2 separate regions of the Mus musculus genome follow, and region 1 is linked to region 2. A link is a contact called in public Micro-C data. All regions are on one chromosome and are shown on one strand. Each heading gives the region's core, a stretch centred on a gene start, on an enhancer-like site or on the middle of the called end of the contact. The rest is flanking DNA. Distances are from core to core; before and after follow the strand shown. Region 1 holds the start of Inf2 (inverted formin, FH2 and WH2 domain containing). Region 2 holds the start of Snhg10 (small nucleolar RNA host gene 10).

What was found. Hi-C and Micro-C count contacts between places; a contact is called where the count stands out from the background.
Region 1: a contact with region 2 is called in a Micro-C map of the G1E-ER4 cell line, with 5 times the contacts expected there. The contact joins the promoter of Inf2 here to the promoter of Snhg10 in region 2.

The regions. Positions count from the first base shown.
Region 1 is chr12:112,587,048-112,594,137 of GRCm38.p6, reverse strand. Inf2 (inverted formin, FH2 and WH2 domain containing) reads right to left here and starts at 5,354. Exons shown (of 23, transcript NM_198411.2): 1 at 5,243-5,354. Gm30048 (a long non-coding RNA gene) reads left to right here. Exons shown (of 3, transcript XR_003950267.1): 3 at 951-1,302.
Region 2 is chr12:105,030,644-105,037,444 of GRCm38.p6, reverse strand. It overlaps Snhg10 (small nucleolar RNA host gene 10), which reads left to right and starts at 5,166. Exons shown (of 2, transcript NR_003145.3): 1 at 5,166-5,485; 2 at 6,620-6,801. It overlaps Glrx5 (glutaredoxin 5), which reads right to left and starts at 4,827. Exons shown (of 2, transcript NM_028419.3): 1 at 4,463-4,827. The coding sequence starts at 4,745. It overlaps Mir3069 (microRNA 3069), which reads left to right and starts at 6,304; the gene lies at 6,304-6,368. It overlaps Gm46374 (a long non-coding RNA gene), which reads left to right. Exons shown (of 3, transcript XR_003950254.1): 1 at 1-2,459; 2 at 3,344-3,586; 3 at 3,753-4,467. It also overlaps Scarna13.

The sequences.
Region 1 (7,090 bases), core at 4,105-6,604, 7.6 Mb before region 2:
CTGTCAGTGTATACTCAGATAGCCTGGCCCCCTCTGACGTGAAGCGACCCATCTGTGAGGGCGCTTTCTGAGCACATGGGCTGGGGAGTTCCCCTGTGGCTGAGCCCCTTCCGTGGAAGGATAGCAGATATGGGGTTCTGGGTTTGCCAGGCTCCTCAGGGAGGAAGGCAGGGTGACGGCTGTGGGCTACAGATCCCAGCTCTTCACCTCAACTTCCTTGCATCTGCAGGGCTGCACTCAAGGGTTCGTGCCCACGGGGGTCATCCTAGAATTCACCTGCTTGGGTTCTCTCTCCAAAACCAGTCATTCTTAGACAATCCCTCCCCTACCAGGCTCCATTGTGCCCTCTGATCCCCAGTTGGTTTTGGCCAGGCCTCTCCAAGTCTGGGAAGAACTGTCGTCCCTCAGGGTGCAGGTGACAAGTGTTGTATGCTAGTCCCGCCTCAGAGTCCGGCCTCACCCCCGTCTGTGCCCGGCTTGGGAAAGCTGTCCTGTCCATCCACATGCCAGATCAGGTCCCCACCCTCTGCCAGTGTCCAGCTGCAAGCTTCCCCTCCCCGGGGGCAAAGAGAACAAAGACACAGAGAGTGGGGGAGGGACAGCACTCATATCCCCTAGCACAGCCAGGGGCAGCAGCCAGCACTCATAGAGAAGACAAGGCCGGTTCCATGTGAGAGGGCTTCAACTCTGACCCGCTGGTTCCTTAGACAACCCAGCAGATTTCCTGTTTCTGTCCTCATACGCTGGACGGCAAGCGTGTTACTGCCAGCATCTTGGCCGTCAGGAAAGAGTGTCACTTTAACTGCACCTGCCGCACAGGGTGGGCTGTGTGTGCCCTGTATCTTCTCCCTGGCCCCGCTCAGCATTCCTCAGCCACCTGGTCCCAGGGAGCCTGGCAGGCCCAACCGGGTGAGCAAGATCCTCAGCCTGGGTACGTATTTTGTTCACAGTCCTGGCCTGGAAATGAGGACACCGAGGCTCCTGCAAGAGCCAGCCCACGTCGGACTTGGGTTTCCCTAGCCAGAATGTTCACCAAGGAGCCCTAGACACTCAGCATGGATTGGCTGACCCAGCACTGTCCGCACAACAACCATCAGGCCCGAAAGCACCACATACATACTGCTTACCCTTCTGTCTCAGAGGCGACCTCCCATCTCCTATCCCTCTTAGAGATGGCCCATCTCCCTGCAACCTGCTGCAGAGCTCTGTAACACGCCAAAGGTTTGGCCCCTACTCCTGTCTCTACCTCCACAGCCTGGGCCCTCTGTGTGGGTGTCCCTGAAAGATGTCTTGTCCTCAGGCCACTCGTGTCTATATATGAAGTGGAACAGAGAGAGGCAGGGGGCAGGCAGCACCTTTCTCCCAGCCTAGGCCAGGTGGGAGCAGCTGTCTATCTCCCTGCCGTGGATCCAGGCGGCAGTAGAGCTGTGCCTGGAGCAGAAGCGAGGACACAGGAAGACCACAGCCCGGGGATTCAGAGGCCCTGGACCGGGCAGGCAGGGAGACTGAACCACAGAGATACCAGTTTGCCTTACAAAACTTGGAGGGGTCCAGGTGGCTTTCTGGACCTACCTCTAGCAAGGGCCAACTTCCTACTCAGTGCTGGGGAGGACCATGCTGGGATTGGGAGCTGGTGCTGGCTGGTTGGAGGTGGTGGGTCCTGGGTCAGGTGTGCTAAGCAGATATGTGTGACCCTCCTGACCCCACTGGGTCTTGGGTTGGCTTCAGTGCTTGGCTTTGATGTTGGTGCCTCCCATCCACTAAGAGCCTTACACCCAGGCTCTAGTCAGCAGGAACTCTGTCAGTGCAGGCCATACAAGCTGCTGGTGGGGCAGAGCCCATGGCAACGCAGTACGCGTAGATCTGGGATGCTCTGAGCAAGTCCAGCTCTGCAAACATATGGGATGCTATGACAGCCCAGGAAGGGGCTGCTGCCCAGGTACTATGACTTTGCCAGGCTTCTCTTGGGGTCTAGGCTGCCCTCCTCAAGCCCATTTGCCTTCCCAGGAGTCCACATGCCACAGGAATTAGCCAGGGGCAGGAGACTTACAGAGGCTTTCTAGACTGTCCCATCCCCTTTTCTGTCCTGTCTGCTTCCTACAGAAAGGAAAGCCATCGAGAGGGTGGGACAGGAAAGCAGCCTTGGCCGTCCTGTCCTCACACAGTGGTGAAGAGTCCTGGCCTGAGGTGCACACCCTTTAGTCAACTTGACACAAGCTAGAGTCATCTGGCAAGGGGATCCTCAGCTGAGAAAAGGCCTCTGTCACATTGCCTCTGGGAAAGTCTACAGTGCATTTTCTTGACTAGTGATGGATGTGGGTAGGCTTGGCCCATGGAAGGTGGTGCTTCCCCGGGCAGGTGGTCCTGGAAATACCCTAAGAGAGCAGGGTTAACAGGCCTTGAGAAGCAAGCCAGTAAGCAGTCCTCCTCCTGGCTTCTGCTTCAGTTCCTGCCTCGGGTTCCTGCCCTGTCTTCTCTCAGTGATGGACTGTGGCCTGGGAGCTGTAAGATGAAGTAAGCCCTTTCCTCCTCAGGTTGTCTTATGTTTCTGTCGGTTTGGGTCATGGTGTTTTATCACAGCAATAGCAACACTAACTGTGACATCCCCCTCAGCCACACCCGACTCCATCTACCAATACCTGATGAACCGGGCACTAGGTGTTCAAGGCAGCAGGTCCTGTTATAGTCACTGGAGGAGAGGGAGACTGGAGGGTGAGCTTGCTTTTCACACACCCCGTCTAGACACTCAGCAGAGGCTACCTGACCTGGACAAAGCCTTCTACTCTCTGAACTGCAGTGTCCAGTCCTGAGACCTTGTCATGTGGCGAACACTTGCTCATTTAGGTCAGGCTACCAGGACAAAGGCCACATATTAGGGCCTCATCCTCACACCTCCATAATAGGGAATACGGGGGTAAGAGGGCTTTGTGTGGCATATGACTGGATACGACCTCCTGGCAGGGGGTGATGTGGGGACAGGACCTGATGTCTACAGCACCAGGCACTGTAAGTGCCTCCTGTCGGAACAGACAGTAGCTCACATACTCTCCAGACAAAGTGAGAGCCAAAGGGCCAGATGGGTCCCGTCAGCCCTTGGCTTGTCTCCTCTCAGCACGCAGACCTGCTCACAGACTGTGGGAGGTGAGGGGAATAGGGATTGGGGACAGTGCTCGAGGGATGACAGAGGTAGCCCCAGCAAAGGACTGGCACTAATTAGCTCCAGTCCTGTTCCTTATGTAATCACACTTTAGGACAGGGGCACAGGGAACACAGGCTCAGCCGGCACGTTCCCCTACCCAGTTCCTGTACAGCTGGTGTTGACATGTGCTATGTGCCCTGGTAGCTGTGAATGGATCCATGTGCTGGGTAGGGGCAGCTGTGAATAGATCCATGTACTGGGTGCTGGGTGCTGGGTAGGGGCAGCTGTGAATAGATCCATGTACTGGGTGCTGGGTAGTGGTAGCTGTGAACAGATCCATGTACTGGGTGCTGAGCAGGGGTAGCTCTAAACAGATCCTACTTTGGTTCAAGGCCCAGGCTGTCTGAACATTCTCACAAGACCTTCCTCACTTAGGTCAGGCTAACCAGGGTGAAGGCCACATATTAGGGCCCCATTCTCACACCTCCAGTGACAGGGGGGGGTCCATCGTCCCTTTCTACATCAGATGTTCCTAGGCCCGTTCCCCTTATGGTTCCCCTTATGGTAGCCCCGAGAGACTAACTCTGAAGCTCACTCTAAAAAGAGAGAGGTATACCCTCTCTAACCACAATGCCCACTGGCCAAGGAACTATGCACCTATTAAACACCTGCTGTGTGCAGGGTCAGGCAGTACAATATTAGGCCCCATCCTTCAGACCGTGAGGACCCTCACAGAGCCCAAGGACTCAGCCTACTCCGGAGACCGCCACCATTCCTGCCCAGAATGGCCCAGCAGCAGCCTGCCTGCACCCACAGGTGTCCCCATCACCCACCATCCTGCAATTCTCCTGCCTCCTCCAACAGCTTTCATAAGCCTGAAAACTTTCCCCTGTAACAAGTGCACTTTGGTAGAAGGTGAACGAGTCTATTTAAGGTAGGTGCTTTCAGGTCTCAGCACAGCGAGATGGGTGCAATTAGCTAGACAGCCATCAGCACCCCCACAAAATGAGGGGCCTCAGCTGGAGGTTAACCCCTCAGGAGCAGAACCCTTGCCAACAGCCTGCTTGGGTACCAGGGAGGGAAGCTTAGAGACCGCCAGGAAAAGGTAGGAAGGCAGAGCCAGGCAGGGCAACTCCTACCTGGTCCTAGGGGGACCCCCAGCTAGGTCAACTTGCACAGCTGCTCCCCAACCAATGGGTTGGGACAGGGAGAAGCCTTAGTCTCCAGCCTTGGAACAAACACCTTTTTTTTTTTTTTTTTTTTTTTTTTGCTCTAGGGGTTACAGTGTCTGCTTCCCAAATGCCCCCTGCCCTGGGTGACACCCTGAAGGGATACAGTCTGAGACACTCTCCTCACCCTTCAAGTTTAGAGAAGGAATTGAGGCCCAGAGAGGACGGGTAAGGAGGGACTTCCCAACTCTGGCTTCGACCCGGGCGTGCAAGCTTTAGAGTGGGTGCACTGACCTGGAGCCCAAGGCAGGAAGGAGCAGGGTCATTTTTGCCGCTGACTCCTGGTGTGTCCAACCTGTCACCGTGTGCCACCGGGCACTGAGCGGTTAGAAGACGGGACACACGGGCCCATAGACGGCTCTCCATCCCATAGTCCTCTAGGGAGTCCACCAAAGCATAGTTGGGCTTTCTGCTAAGATCACCTTCATTCCCAGCGTCCTTGCCCAGGAGGAGGGTAGACAGGGGTAGCCACAAGAAACAGAGCTGTGTCACTCTCTCAGGTCTGCCTTAGCCCACCGGCGGCGGGCATCTTTAGAAGCTAGCTGTCAGGGCGGGGCCGCAAGCTCGCCCTGTGCTATCCCGGAGGCGGACCTCCAGTTGAAGTTTATTTTCTCAACTGTGGCTGATTCATGGTCAGGATGTGGTAGCCGCAAGGTGGGGGAACTCCTCCAGTCCGACCCGGAGCAAACACCCTATGAGCAGTGAGCATCATCTCCATATCAGCCCGTAGTCGAGGGCCAAGAGCGCGGGACCAGGTTCTTGGCCACCTTGGTGCACACGCGGCAGTCCGCTCCTCAACCCCAACCATTTCCCTCACTGCCCCCAGACTCGGTTTCCCTCTGCGTTCCAGGCTAGCCCGAAGCCGCGGACTTACCGGGTGGGGGTACAGCCGAGAGATGGTGCAGAGTGCTGTGTCCCGGCGCCGGAGCGTCTGGGGCTGCGGGCGGCGGCCTCGCGGCTGCTTTCCGCACAGTCTAACCGCGCTCGCGGGCCGGGCGGGGCTGGAGGGAGGAAGGGGAGGTGCGGCCCCACCCGGCGGCGGCCACGTGGGGGGCGGTGCTGCCCGGGGCGGGGCGGGGTGGGGTCTCCAAGGAAGCCCTGCCCACCCGGGTCTGGCATCTCTGCGGGGGCGGAGAGATGAAAAGGAATGGGACATTCCGGGACTCTCTAGAGACCTGCTGGGAATGGCCCTTTTGCCTCCGACCTCACTGTCAGTTCCCGCCCAGGCTCCCTAGCACGTTCCTTATCTCTCCCCTACGCTGGCCATCTGGTGGACTCACGAGTTGGTCAGGTTCTCCACCACCTCTGGTCCAGCTCTGCCTCCCACACGGGAGCCCTGCTGTAGGCTGCTGATCTTGAGAGTCCTCCGATGTCCCTACCTTCATCCTTTTTTCACTGGAGGTAGCTATTTCCAGTTTCTAGCTCTGTCCTGAGGACCTGCTGAAGTGCTCTCCCTGGCCCTAGCCTGGGCTGTGCGCCCTCAGTTTCTCCAGCTTGAAGTTGTACCTTTAAAAGGTTTATGAACGTGAATAAAGGGTCTCCACTTACTTGAGCCTTGAATCTTCCAAGCTGGGTGGAGGGCATGTGGCGGGTGGGCAGAGTGAAGGGCTCTGGATCTCCTGTAGCCATTCTATCCTGGACACAGCATCATGCTTGGGGGTTTATGTGCTCTTCTGCCACATGGGATTAAGCACAGCCTTGGCTGCCTGTAAATGTCCATCTCAGTATTCTGTGCCCCCTGCTCGGCCCTATCATCTCAAGCGCAGGGCCAAAAGCAACCTTTGATAGCTAGCCAGTGTTGGGATGGCCCCAAAGTGCTTGGTGTGCACCGCCAAGGCAGGTGCTGACTGGCTCTTGGACACTGCCCAGCCTGGGATGTAAGTCTTGGCCGTTCCTGTAGTGGGACTCAGCTGTTCTTAGAATGCACAGTCCCTGCAGCCACCAAATGAGCCACTCAGCCCCACTAACGCTCAGCACAGAGACCTTCTGTCTGGGCTGCAATTCTGGTTACCCAACATCACCTAGGTCTGGTGGCTCCTTCTGGGAAGGGGTCAGCAAGGTTTACTCACTCTGTCCTGGGCCTTTGGTCAGAGGGTGTGTTTATTTACCCAAAAGGAGGAATGTGACTATGGCCCCAGCCTGGAGGACTGTTGGCCTCAGCCTGTCACCATCCCTCATTCCCTCATCCCCCCATGAGACCGCAGTGGCTGTGTTTGGGAACTGTGTCATCTTTCCAGGTTCTTCTGCAGTGGCCCTGAGGGAGGTGCGGCCCTGTTGGAGCTGTTCCTCAGGGTCAGGCCAAGCCATGAGAGGCCAGAGCAGGATGAAGCGGGCAGAGTAGCTAGTTGGTAGCTGGGGTCAGGGTTCAGAGATCTGGCAGTTTGTGGCTCTGGATGCTGCAGGAGTGGGAGTTTCCCTTGAACCTCAGCTTGGGCTCTCTGTGGCCACAGAAGTGACGTTTCTGCTTCAGGAGCGTCACCTGCCTGAGTGCGGTGGCTGTTCTCGGGCCTTTCCCATTTCCTTTTTTGATTGTTTTGTGAGTTGTTGCACTACATAGCTTAGAAATATCGATTCTCCTGTCGCAGCCCTTGGAAAGTAATAGGATTGCAGGATTGTGCTACCATAGTGTTTCTCTCTCTCTCTTTCTCTGTCTCTCTCTGTGTGTCTCTGTGTCTCTTTGTCTCTGTTGGTTCACTGTCTCTGTGTCTGTCCCTCTATATCT
Region 2 (6,801 bases), core at 3,917-6,416:
AAAAAGAAAAAAAGAAAGGAAACATGTATTAAAATTGCCTGCCCTGTCCACTTCCAAAAGGTGCTGTCTACAGTGAGACGCTTAAGCGCATCACACTGCCGTGGTTTTCCTGGTTCCCAGTAGAATTTCGGTGTGGAGTAGTTCCCAGAGTCACATAGCAGGCTCTGTGATTCTGGCCTAGGTGTGTCACATGCTAGGGTTTTCTCCCATCTTCCAGTCAGGGGATCTCAGCATGGAAACAGAGCCTCAGGAGAGGACAGCAAAGATCGGAAACAGCAGACAATAGCTTGGGCACACAGAGCAGCGGAGTGGGCTCACTGGCATCTGGATGCAGCCTCAGGGAGGTGACAAAAGCCCCCACTCTCAGTTTCCTTGGCTCCGAAGTCCACGCTGCGTCATGGGTTTACTGAGAAGATCAAATGGTCTGTAACTGCTGAGACGACTTACTTCCTATAGAAGTGCCAGGCTCAGCTGCGTATGGATTATAGATGAATGTGCACCCACCCTGTCAGGGGTCTTCTGTCCCGTTTGTCACAGAAGTACTTTTCTGAGCAACACAGGAAACAGCAAGCATGAGAAGAACGCAGGAATGGCACATGCAGGGTATTCCCCACGGTGAGGAGGAAGCAGCATTTGCAGAGCTGTGGGCTACAGCACTCCATACTCCGTGAGTATTTTCCATAAATAATCCTACTTAACCAATACAGACGCCCGATGATGTAATTGATGATGTAATTACCCCTGTTTCACAGATCAAGTTAGGGTACCGAGAGGGTAAGTAAGTTACCCACAGGCACAGAGTTAGCATGTGGTGGGTCCAGGACAGCACCTCAGTTTCTAAAGTCAGCCTCTGAACCCATGACCCTCAGCATAGCTTGTCCCACCGACAGCTACCCGCTCACTGCACAAGCATGTACAGTCCACGGGACGGACTCACACCTCTGATGTCAGTATACACAGACAGTATTTACTGGGCCACTGGTACTCCCTGCCACTTACTTTTGACCAAACGTGTCTCTGGTATCTAGCCACCTCAACTACACCAGGATCTAGTTTGTCTACGCACAGTGTATTTTTTTTACCCTGGATCGCTGAAACATTTGCTGATCCAGCCTCCTAACAGAACAGGGTCCCATCTTGTCGTTCTCCCCCACCACAAGGTGTCACAGACACCTTACACGTGTATCTTATGTGGGACCCTCGAGGCCTGGTGGGGAGGGCAAAGGCTTTGGGCTAAACCTCTTCCTGCCTTTGTGAATAAAGTTTTATTGAATTCAGCTTGCTCACTGATTATACAGCATCCGAGTCTACTTTCCGCCTCCAACAACAGAGAAACAGAAGCAATGGTGACCCAGGAGCCCACAGTCCACCTGGCCCTTCACAGAGGAAGCTGTCTCCACCTCAGACTATCTCTCTGGGAGAAGGGAAACAGATCTGTGCATCTCCAACACTGACTGTTACAATTCCAAAGTGCTGGTGCCAGATGCCCACAGCACATGGCTGGGCCCACAGGGGCGCACCAGAGTAGTAAGTACCTAATTATTTCCTTGGATGTTCGGACACTGCTTCATAAACTCTTGCAGGCTGTGGGGAAAGGACTGGGAGGAGCTGAAGAAAACAGAGTTCACAGGTGAGGCACAGCAGGGTTCAAAGAAGGGCTTTAATATACATGAGAGCCAGATGGAAAAGCCTGGGACACAAAAACCAGCAACCAGCAGGGAGATCACCATGTCCAAAGTGACAGCTAGGCCAGGTACTCTGACCTTGTTACATAACACAACACACACACAACACACACACACAACACACACACACACAACACACACACACACAACACACACACACAACACACACACACACAACACACACGGCAATGCCGCCTAGGCTTCTGCATCGAAAGTTTACAAGTTGTAAGAACAAGAAAACATGGGGTAACGGTTATGCATTCAAAAACGTTCAGCCCCCTACCTACCCTGGCAGACACTGCTCCTGTTCTAAAGAACACGTAGAGGTGGGCATGGGACTATCAGTGAGAGCGGTCACAGAGAAGTCTGTGCCGTGACCGTGAATAACACCAGCCTCGCCTTAGCATAGTAACCAGTCACAGAAAGCCTGCCCTGCTCAAGCAGCAATGTCAGCAGCACAGGCTACTGTGCAAGCCAGGCCCCTGGCCTCCGAGCGGGAGATGCTATGTGCAGACAGGTAGGATCTCACAATGTCAGCAGCCACAGGATCCATTGCCCAGGGAACCACGAAGCAGCACTGTGCCCTGGGTTCCTCAAGAGCCCGGTGGCTGTGGCCTGTGTGTACCTCCAGGTGATAAAAGTGAGGACCGGAAGGCTTCTCAGCATCGCTCGTCCTGGATCCTGGGTGAGAACCAGAGCCCTTTGAAAACTCTGGCATGAGGGAAAAGGACAAGGACGGACCGCTGTCACAGCAGCCACACTGCAGTGGGACAGGTAAGAGGGCCCCTCCTTGCCTGCCAAAGTGAGCATGAGCTGCCTGCCTGCCTGCCCTTTGGCAAACAGGTGTAGACAAAGTCCTCTTGAAAGGCTTAACCTGGCTAGCAAAGGACAACAACAAAATCAAGAGTTTTCTTCTGTCATTTGAGCACCTAATGATGAGAGATGGATGACAGAACAGGTCTTGCTATTCTTACTCATGCTGGTTGTACCCACTCTATCGAACCTCCAGTTACACTCACAGGGGAGCGGAAAGTCTAAGCCAAAGATCCTCAGGCCCCATGTTAAACGAGATATCCTCAACGCAGCTGTCTGCTAAGAGCCCCGCTAGCAGGGCAACACGCTACCGCAGGTAGGTCCCAGCTCAGAGGCCGAAGAGTAGCCCCTTATCTTCCCCTGCAGGGAGCCACCTCTGACCCAAAGCTACTGCATGCCCTGAGCCAGATAACCCCAGAGCCTCACAAGCAGCCAAATGTTAGCTGAGGAGGAAAACGCAGGGTTCAGAGCACAATGCCTGGCTTGCCATCATTCCTGTTAGCACTCATTACCTCGCCTCCCTTTCTCTGCTTTACCGCCCATCAACACTATCACAGGGAACAAGTGTGGGGTTAGCCACTTAACAACATGGAGGAAAAGTGCTTTGGAAGCCATCAGATTCAATAATAAAGTTGCTGCCACGTGGTGGGTGCCTTCTGTGCCAGAGAGGATGACATTATTATATACAGTAGAGAAGGGGGTGGGGGGTTCCCACAATGCAGTGCAGCCTGACTTTGAACTGGTGGTCCCCCTGCCTCCGCCTGAAGAGAGCTGGGTTATGGAAGTGAGTTACTATACCCGGCTGTAATTCTTATTTTCTCTCGTTTCCTCGTGGACTCTGCCAGGTTCGGTGTCATAATCTTCATTATACTGAGAAGGCAGTATAATGAAGTAGTATTACAGTAGGCTGTGCTGCAGACCCACCACAGATGATTCCAAGCCAAACCTGCTCTCCACGGCCCCAGCCTCATCAAGAAGAATGACCATACGACGAACAACTATAATCAGTAATTGCAAATGTTGCATACTCCATTCTAACACAGACAAGTCTCCTCTCAGCACAGTGACCAACCCAGAGCACTAAATCAGTAAGATGGGGGGGGGGGGGCTACTTGAATACAGGGTTCCCCGGATTCCACTGAAGGAGGAGCAGGGTGCGGGGAGGGGGCAGCTTTCCCATTACCCGGCCCACCTTGACCGATTCTTGCCAAGAATCAGAACCAAATCCCTGGCCTTTCTCTTCCTCGCTCACAGCAAGCACAAGACGGAGAGAAAGGCGCCTGCCTGGTACTGTGTATAAAGGATTCCAACTAGACGTCAGGACGCAGTCGCTTTGCCTTGGGGCCAGTAAAAAGCTGTTCTGCTCTCTGCCCTTTGGGCCCAACCTGGCCGCAGTTTGCTAATCTGGTCGGGGGTCAGAAGTTTTCTTAGTGGCTTCCTCTTTCCGCTGAGCCTCTACCATGTCTTAGTCTCCACACACTGTTCTTTGATGCTACAGTATCTAAAAAACAAACTTCGTGTCTTTCCCAACGTGAGTCCGGCTAGACTATGGTGAAACCTTCTCTCCAGCAAGAAGACAGTCCCTGACCCTCGGGGCCTTAAACATTATTAGTCAGCCTCTGACCTCGTTAGGCACACACAGGCAAGCCTGAAACCTCTTCCCTACATACGTAGTAGCATCAGTCCCTCACCTAGCAAGTACGCTGCTGGCTTCCAAGCCCTCAAATTGTCCCCAAGGGTATTCGCAGTGAGTCCCCCTCTCAGCCAGCCACTCCCCAGTCGACCTGCTCAGAGGGGATCATGATGCCGACTACCCCCTCTCCTATGCAGTCAGAAACATCTCGCCCCGAGGTGGGCCGAGGCGAACCCTCCGCCCATGTGGCTACACAACCAGGGAAGGCCCTTGCTCCTCGGGATCTGCTCAAGTTCACCGCGCCCTCGCAATCGGATCCCACGGGCCTGACCTTGCCTCAGCTCCGGGTCGTCCAGCACGTTGTAGGCCGCATAGTCGCGAACACCGTGCAGCCGCAGAATCTGCACCACGGCGTTGCTGAAGCCGCACTGGGGCTGCTCGGGCGTCCCCTTGAGGAACACCACCACCTTGTCCTTCTTCACCAGCGCGTCCAGCTGCTCCGCCTGGCCGCCCGAGCTCGCCGCCCGCACGCCGGCTCCGGGCAGGCCACCGCCACCAGCGCTTCGCCCCCAGCGCAGCAGAGCCGCCGCCGCCCGGCTCAGGGACGCGCTCATGCCCGCTCGCTGTCCACCGCCTCTGCGGCCACTCCAGGGCTTACAGAGCCCGTGGTGTCCGGCCGGCCCACCAGAGGCTCTCATTGGACAAGCTCTGGGATGAGTCTCGTGATTGGACAATACTGGCTCAATTCCACCAATCACATCGCTTACACCGTAGGGTGGGCCTTCCCTGGGAGCCGCGTCCTACAGGCTTGCTAGTGAGCGAGGACGACCGCTTTGCGTGTTGATTGGACAAATCGGACGTCCGTCGGTGAAGGGCATGAAGAGGCGTGACTAGAGGAAGCCGGCTTTCCTCGTGCGGGCGTTCGAGGCCTGGCCGGATACGCCAAGATGATAGGGCAGGCGCGAGGCGGGGCTTCTGCCGCCCGCGGCACGCCGGGAAGGAGTCACGTCCAGACGCAGCTTCCGGTTCCTTTTGCGGTGATTGCTACGGTAACGCGGCCGGTAGTCCTGCGATGGCGTGCACCAGAGAGGAGGTGGCCTTCCATGCCTCACCGGCTGAGGCCAGCCGCGAACCTGGCGTGTCCTGGTCTGCCCGGGGCTCCAGCCTCCGACCCGCCATGCACATGGACATCCAAGCCGTGTCCTGCGGCCTCCCGTGGGATTCTTCCTCCAGAATGAGGTTTTTTTTTTTTTTAGCATAAAACTATAAGTATTGTGTATGTATGATCTGCGTGCATGCATCTTCAGAAGACGACTTTTATAAAGGGTCCGGGGATGGAACTCTAGCTTGCAGGGTAAGTCCCTTGGCACGCTGAGCCCTCTCCCTGGCCTCTAGAATGATGCTCTTCTCGTAGAAACGTGTAAAGTGCTCTAGCCGTGGGACGGCTGGCTTTGGGGTCTCGGTGACTACTGGGGTCGGGAAGGATTGAAAGAACAAGGGAATTGGTGGGTTGCCGGGCCCTGTGGCCATTGTCTGCAACGTTGCCTTGCCTCTTAAGAGGCTGAGGCAGGAGGATCAGTTGAACTCAGGAGTTCTAAATAAGCCCGAGTCAGCCCGGGCCGTACAGCAGGACCCTTTTTAAGAGGGAAAACGGAGGGTGAGGATGTAGCTCAGTAGGAAGTCGTTTTCCTAGTGTAAGCGACGTCCAGAGTTCCACCCCGTCACATGCACACAGACAGTAATAAAAGAGAGTATTCTCTTAGTGAATTCCGGTGTAGATGATGATGGCCCCAGGGTAGAGTGCTTGCTTGCACATCTGCTGGGGATGGTGCAGAAGAGTGGGCAGGCGCGTCGTTTTTTTACATGGACTTCCCCCTAGAACAGAGCCCCGGGTGTGGTCAGTTCTCCCGCCGGTAGTACGCAGATCCAGATCCTGGCCAGCAGGCCTCCGCAGCCCACTATCTAATCTGCAGTCTTGGCCCTGCGCTGGGTTAGCGGTACCCTAGAGCACACCAGACTTGCAGAGAAAGCAGACAACAGAGGAAGCTGAGGCATGCCTGCTCGAGAGGCAGCAGGCCCATGTGCAATTTTCCTCTGATAGGGCCTGGGTACTGTTGCCACGGTGATAATGGCTGTGCCGTGTCATTGTCGATCCACCAACAGTCAGAGAAGCTTGGCAGTCAAGATATTGTTTAGCAGACGGAGCGGTTTCTGTTGGACACTAAGTACTGCCACAAAACCTCGAGCGACTAAGCGTGTTGCCGGAGGTGGTCTGTTTGCACCCGGGGAGTGAATGTAAAAAATCAGAGTTCACACAGAGTGAGCCATGGGATGTGCTAAGCTGTGGCTCAGAGGGAAACCGGAGCCACTCGCTCTGAAGACAGATGGGAACCAACCGCCTGGCGGGTTCCTTGTCATTGTATTGATTCCTGGTTTTTTTATTTTTTTCTGATGGCAAGCCCCAAACTAAAATCTTGTTATTTTGCAGATCCTCTGATTCCAGGTACCATACAAAGATGTTTACAAGAAATGCAGAGGTAAAACAGCTGCTCCGAAAGCCAACCTTTTGTGTCCTTAACGGCAGAGTGTCAGTTAAATCGCCCCAGCGCCCGGAAGCTTTTATTCATGTTTACACTGCTGTGAGTAGTTATAAATAAATAAACCAATAAA